Regions from separate parts of the Hordeum vulgare genome. Here region 2 is linked to region 1. The links are chromatin contacts, called in public Hi-C maps. All regions are on one chromosome and are shown on one strand. The core of a region is the stretch at or near the end of the contact, and the rest is flanking DNA. Distances in the headings are between cores, read along the strand shown. Region 1 holds the start of LOC123398119 (zinc finger protein 2-like). Region 2 has its middle 200 kb from the start of LOC123398120.

Region 1 (3,503 bases), core at 300-2,799:
AGTGTATACTCTTTAGTGCCTGTGAGGGTGTGCTATCAATTTCATAGATGTGGATGCAACAAGATATGTATGTTCAATTTATTTATTGAAAGTATAGTAAGCCAAATAAACAAGTATTAAAAATTGGCTAAACAAAACTGATTACCATAATACAGTAATCATTTGATTATGATATATATTTATCCGCAACCAGAAGAGATGGATGTTTCGATGTGGACATCAACATACAGAAGAATTGGCTTTTCAAAAAAGACATACAGAAGAATTTATTGGGATTTTATTCCAAGCTGCCTTTTCCTCTTCCACAAGCTTTTCCCTTCTGCAACATCAGCACAACCACCTGTTAACCTCCCCATCACTTCAAATTATTACAGTTATTCAGTTGGTATCACTATCCCAATAACGACAGAGGAAGGTAATAAGTCACGTGTTTTATGCACGGTACAGAACAAGCAGCAGCAGCGACAGGGGGATCCTATCCTATTGGAAGGCCGACTGGACCACACACCTACAGAGAACCACCCACAGATTTGCTTTACAAGAATTATTGATGAGCCTTAGCTATCTGTAGGCTATGATGCTACGCCTGCAGCTGCTTCGCTGCATGGCTTGTACTGCATGTGTCCATGTCTCGCCTAGTAATATGCTATTTTCATCCTTGTAACAATTAGGCAGTAACTTTGTAACATACCGCATGCGGCCATTCTGCAGCAGTGCATCTCATCATAAATATTTGCCTTGCTCATGAGTACGTAGGAGTATATAGTAAATAGTAAATACTACTAAACCGTGACCCAGAAACAAAAAAAGCTAGCAAAAGAACACAAGGAAGAAGAAGCTCTATGCAAGGTTTAATTCTCGACACAAAATGAGAAAGACATCACACGAACTGAAGTAGGAATTAATAAGGCGAATCGACAATAAGTTTGCAGTGACAAGAACCTCTCGATCCAGTAATATCAGAGCTTGAGAGACAGATCGATCTCCTCGGTGATGAGGTCCCGGCGAGCTGTCTCCGGCGACGACGCCCTCCTGTGCGAAGAGCTCCCCGCGGCATTGCTGGTCGGGTCCTTCCCTCTCCTGCTGGCCTCCTCGCCAGCGCCGACCAGGCCCGCGTGGCCGTGGCGGCGCGCGGCGGCCAGCTCCCGCGTGCGTTTGGCGACGCTGCGCTCGAACTTGTGGGCGTTCTGGTGGCCGCCCAGCGCTTGGGAGGAGTAGAACTTCTTGTCGCAGTAGGTGCAGGTGAAGTAGCCAAGCGGCTCCGGTGACGATGCCCGATGCAGGGAGAGGTTGAGGTCGATGTCGCCCTCTCCCTCGCCGCCGTTGAACTCCATACGGCGACCGGCCGGCGGACGGTAAAGGCGCAAAGGTGGTGCAAACTAACTAGCTAGCTAGTTAGTTTGTGTACTCTGGTTGTCTGGGATAATTGATGTGTACAGCGGTGCCCCCAATTTGCCCACAACACAACCCTAGAAGGGAGTAGAGAGCAGGAGAGGAACTAGGTGTTCGAGAGTAGTATTGTACGCTTGTTCCAAGGAACACACGTACTGTGCAGGATCTATCAGGGTGAGAAAGAGGAAAACGATGAAAGGGACAAGAGATTTCATGTACCGACGGATCTGCCAGTAAACGGATAGGATTGCACGCCAGCAGATTGGGGTACTGCTGTCCGCTGGATATTGGACCGAAAGCTGTGGACCTATGACAGAGAAAGAACTGTTCACTGACTGGTCTGACCGTCACCATTTGCCCCGGAGCTCGCTCAAGTATCCGCAATATTCACGTGAGAGTTTTACCGCCACAAATCAATCAAATGGTTAGAAAGATTGCAAAAAAAAAGGTTGTTAATGTAAGAAATAAAACATTGAAAGCTTTTTTCCTCCTCCACAAGAGAAGACCTTAGGCATTCCTTCTCCTCCCATCGGCGACGCCACTGATCTGTACCATCTCTGATGGCCTTTGGGCCATGAAAGTGCGGAGGACGTCCTTATCCCATTAGCATGAGGGACTCCATTCTCGTCCTTGTTAGGTTCACAATTCAATTGGAACTTTGTGATGACGGCAATGTCCTTTGGTAGGCATAATGTCTCACATCTTCTATCTTCGTCTCGATGTTGCGCCTAGCATGGTCCAAGGACGAGTGGACTTCTGTCTCCGTCGGATCTCGTGGGATTTAGTCGGTGCTGGTCTTCGATGGGTCTATTTGGATCATGTCTTTTCTTAGGTGCATACAGGTTCGATCCTTCTAATCTACGATTTATTTCCCCGAGAATGGTTGTTCCTCTGGTCCACTAGCTCTATGGGGTTTTAGCACGACGACTTATCAATTGTCTATTATAATAAGGTTTGCCTGGGTCCAGTCAAGAGGTCAAGCGATGATGGCGGTGTGGCTTCCGCTCGCCTCACTGCGTGTAACCTCGCTAAATAGTGTTTTTTAACTACCATGCTTGATTTGAATAGGCCAGAAGTTTCTGCATATAAAGAGAAATAATGTTGAGGGTTTGTTTCAAAGAGAGTGGTTTTTGTGCACCCAAGCACATTGCACCCCCGTTCAAAAAACAAATGAAACTTGATGGATGTGATTATGACCAAATATTTTAGGTGCTTGCAAAATTTGGTGGCGAAATAACATCCAAGGAAATTTGTATAAAGAAACAATTTTTTTCTCAAAACATGTGAATAATATCATAGGCGCAGAGCATCATTTGTATTTCGTTCTGTATGGAGATCATTTGATGTTTTTGGTGACCAAACTTTGTAGGCTCCTAAAACATTTGCTCAATATCCCATCCACCAAGTTTCAGAATTTTTTATTTGTTTTCAATTTATTTTTTGAATTTACTGTTCACTATGTGGGTGCGTCGGAGGTGGGTGCAGCCACTACTTTCCCTTGTTTCTAATAAGTCTTGTCATCGCCGGTCTAACCATTGATAGCTAAGCATCCCTCTATTTTATTTCTTTTTCTTGGATGTTGGATACACAATGTAATTCCGAGACACTAGACGTACTTTTGATGCTAAAAATTGACACAATCATAAAAAGTAGCTTAAGCTATATCAATATTAATTCAAAGATTGGAAGTCACCATTAGATGGACCTCTTCGTGAAGATCAAGATACATATGAAGATGGCTCTAAACACAACTCGGATGCAAAATTTATGACAAATCCAGTGAAGTGTATGTTCACATCAGATTATGGAAGCAAGAAAACCCAATTAAGATGGCATCAAATGGAAAAGTGTTCAACATGGAAAAGTTCGGTATCATTTAAACAAACAATATTTGGATAATCTCAATCTGAGGCGGTATGCAACGTTTGGAGCCGAAATAAGGCCATGGACAAAAGTTGTAGTCACTTCAAACATATCGATTGGAATTGACTTTGTAGACCGAGGGATGTTAGATAATTTTCATAGAGCACCGAGTTCATTCTGTGAGACCGAACAAACCCCATTCGGAAATTCAGAATAGAATATGAAAGAATACATAGTGTTGGCAACAT
Region 2 (3,503 bases), core at 487-2,986, 210 kb before region 1:
GGTGTGGTTGGGATCTGGCTTGCGCGGCATTGTAAACCTCTGCATGACCGAACGGCCTCCTTGAGTAATAAAATTCCTTTTTACCCCGCAAAAAAAGTCACATATGCAAGCAAGGAGGCAAAAAAATAATACATGGTCTACCAAACACGTCACAAGTGTTTTAAGTTCTCATGTGCAGCGTAAATGTTTTATCTTGGCCCGAAACTTGCCGGTTCACATGATGTAGCTATATATCTACACCAAATTAAGAGCATCTCCAGCGCTACCAAGCCGCGCGCTAAAAAAAATTTACAGCGTCAAAATAGCGTTTTACCGCGCCGGATGAACGAACATCTTCAACAGCCGCTCAAAAATATTAACGTGCGTACCATCTCCAGCAGACGCCCAAAATCATCCGCACCCAACTCGCCGCCGTGGCTGTGGCCGCGACCTGCTCCTCCCCGCCCCGCCATGGCCGCGACCTGCCCCGCCGCGCGCCGCCGCCGCGACCTGCCCCGCCGCGCGCCGCCATGAGCTGCCCCGCCGCGCGCCGCCGCGACCTGTTCCGCCGCCGCGGCCTGCTGGCCTTGGCCGTGGCCGGCTGGCGTGCGCATGCGAGGTGGCTGGCTGGCGTGCGCATGCGAGGTGGCCGGCAGCGGGCGCATGCGAGGAGCTTCAGCGCGCACGAGCTCGCGCACGAAATATACTGCGTCTCGTTCAGTTTTCCCCAGCGCGCTGAATATTTTTTAGGGCGTGCTCTATTATACAGCATCTGTTGGAGTGCTATTTTTAACTCCGCGCGCACAAAACTTGTGATTTTTTGGGCGCGGCGCTAATATTGGGCGTCTGTTGGAGATGCTCTAAGAAGAGACAATATGGTTCCGGTCTCTTGGATGCTCTATCCGTATTCACATGTATGTTAACACGCTAGAAATGCTACAAAATTCTTCACACAAAAAGGGCTACAAACAGATATCTTTATCCATATTCATGTAATGGGTGGAGGTCGTATTTAGCAGTTTGAGGGTACTTTCGCATTTATGCGCAGCGAGATTGTGTGGCCACCATTTATTTGAGGACTTTAAATGGTTGATGTACACCTACATACATTCACTTCTGTGTAACAATCTCAATTTATTAAGTCAAATCAAGTAGTTGATATACACCTACATACATTCACTTCTATGAATGGTTGTATGCATGGCAGTAACACAAAGGTTGTTCCCTTAAAAAAATCCCTCCTTTTCTCTTTCTTCAAACTAAAAAAATGAATGTTATTTCTAAGAGAAAATCGACTTAACCCTTTTTGTACTTGCTTTGAGCGAAACAAACTCGAGTGAGTAATAGGTACAATGCTACAATTTTGCATGTTTAAAATTCGAGCTGGATAATGATCATGATAAACAAGAACGTGTGCAAGGAGGAGATCAAGTGGTTTCAGAAAATTGACATAGAATATTTAGCTATAAGAAATATTTGAGGTTGTTACATATGTAAGCACGTGTTTCTTGCAAGCCCCAGTTTAACGTCTCTTGTGGTACTCAGCAAGCAAATCTACAGCATAGTTGATAGCTATGGATGATGGCTACTAGGGATCTTTTTGGTTTCGAGTGGTCATATTTAATTATCAAGGGCTTATCCTTCTCTCTTGCAATCCTTTTTTCGATGTTACTTTCCAGTGGTGGGGTCCCGTGTGGATAGCTCCACCTGTAAATGCATGCGGTTGGTTCGGGTTGAAAGGGACAAGGCTGTCAGCTCTAACGGGCGAAAGCGAGAGAACTTCAAAAGGTGGTACCGGCCGGTGCATGTGTCTGCAAAGATAAGACCAAATATATGACGCGTTCCAAATCTGAATCCCATATTTTTGCAATCTTAAGTAAAAGCTAGGACTAAATATTATCTCTGGAAGTCACCATGCTTGCTTTAGCTTACGAGGGATTTGAATTTAAACAATATCTACACGAAAACATGCAAATTGGACTCCATGGTGCACGGAAATATTTATGAATGGAATTCCACCTAGTTTACATCATCCATTTCTTCTATCTCACATCTGAATACTCATTTGTTGACAAATCAAGCCAGTTTTATTATTTTCAACAGAAAAACATCCTATCCACGGGATCTGAAATGAATATATGTGATGAACATTGGTACTCCCTCCATTACAGTATATTGGACGTATCTTCAAAATGACAATTTTTCATAACTAGAAGGAAATAAGGCGCATGACATTAATTAGCTATTAATTGGGGTGTTTTGGAGATCGTCTCCACCAATCCATGCGAAGAAGTCGCTCGTTTAGTGGACGGGGTTTACTAATGCGTCACTTTTATGATTAATTAGGCGTTTCTACAGGTCATCGGCTCGGTTTTTCCTACCAATAGAAAAACATCTAGATCCTAGAGCCCTGTGAGATACGTCCAATATACTGTGATGAAGGAAGTACTGCCTTCTGCTCCACTTTGTATCCTGAAGTTCAGCCTCGCTATGTGTTGCAGAATTAAGCAAGGTTAATTCTTAGTTAATTCTTAGTACTTTCTCCGTCTCAAAATAAATGATTTAGCTTTATACTAGCTCTAATACAAACTTATACTAAGTTTGAGACACTTATGTTGGAACGAGGGAGTACATAATAACATGGTGGTCCAAACTTTATGTATATTGAATGGGAAATACACAAATATGGATTCTTTCATAGTATGTAACCGAACATAGGACACAAGCATGCTACTAGTAGCATCCTGGAAATCCGTCGAATCTTGATCTTAATTTGCCCCGCTTGTCTAGTTCCCTTAATCTTAGCTGCCATATGCAATGCCCACAAAATGGTCCCTGGCTATACTTCGCTATCCAAGTGTGTTGTCGTTTTAAGCCAGGTTAATGCTTAATTTTAATACCATATGTAGGAACATGGTGGAACAAACTTTATCTATGTCCAACGGGAAAACACGTGACTATCGATCCGATCTTAGTTTGAACATATGATACATGGACGAAAATCCGTTGGAATCTTATCTTTATTTCCCACGCTTGTCTTATTTTGTCCATCGTAGCCGACATATGTAATGGCCATAAAATGGTTCACGGCTATAGGTCGCTTTCACTATGTGTTGTCGAATAAACCTAGGCTAGATATTTATAACTGGGTAGATACAAGATATGTTCCTACGAAAACAATGTGCATGCACACATATAATTTGTAGGATTTTCTAATTTTACATTAACTATTTCTTACAATAACCCTGTTCACAAACTCTGCTCCACGTATTGGTGTACATTCAACCATTTAAAACAACCGAACAGGTGAGTTTGTTGGTTCGGTACATTGGTCGATCAGTTGGTTCATCGTTTCACTGTATGCTTCTTTTGGCCTAAAAACTATTCTTTTGTACTAATATGATACATTTTCCTCCATGTGACAACAAGTTGGCTATGTTAAGTATCGTGATTAGTTAGAAACAAAAGATAGACTAGAAATTATTCTCGCATATCTTGTATTCCAAGTTAATCATGTACTCCTA

What was found. Hi-C and Micro-C count contacts between places; a contact is called where the count stands out from the background.
Region 2: a contact with region 1 is called in a Hi-C map of leaf, with 5 times the contacts expected there. The contact joins the enhancer-like site here to the promoter of LOC123398119 in region 1. A contact is called at or near these places in 4 of 6 Hi-C or Micro-C datasets (leaf and seedling).

Annotation. Positions count from the first base shown.
Region 1 is chr5H:437,680,486-437,683,988 of MorexV3_pseudomolecules_assembly, reverse strand. LOC123398119 (zinc finger protein 2-like) reads right to left here and starts at 1,549. Exons shown (of 2, transcript XM_045092624.1): 1 at 943-1,549; 2 at 188-319. The coding sequence starts at 1,334. The coding sequence ends at 960.
Region 2 is chr5H:437,889,679-437,893,181 of MorexV3_pseudomolecules_assembly, reverse strand. No RefSeq gene overlaps it. Among protein-coding and RNA genes, the nearest start is that of LOC123398120, 200 kb to the right of the region's middle. Within about 2 kb of position 1,736, at least 2 of the 3 cell types and tissues checked have open chromatin away from gene starts, as enhancers often do. A contact at or near this core is called in leaf, where this site is marked.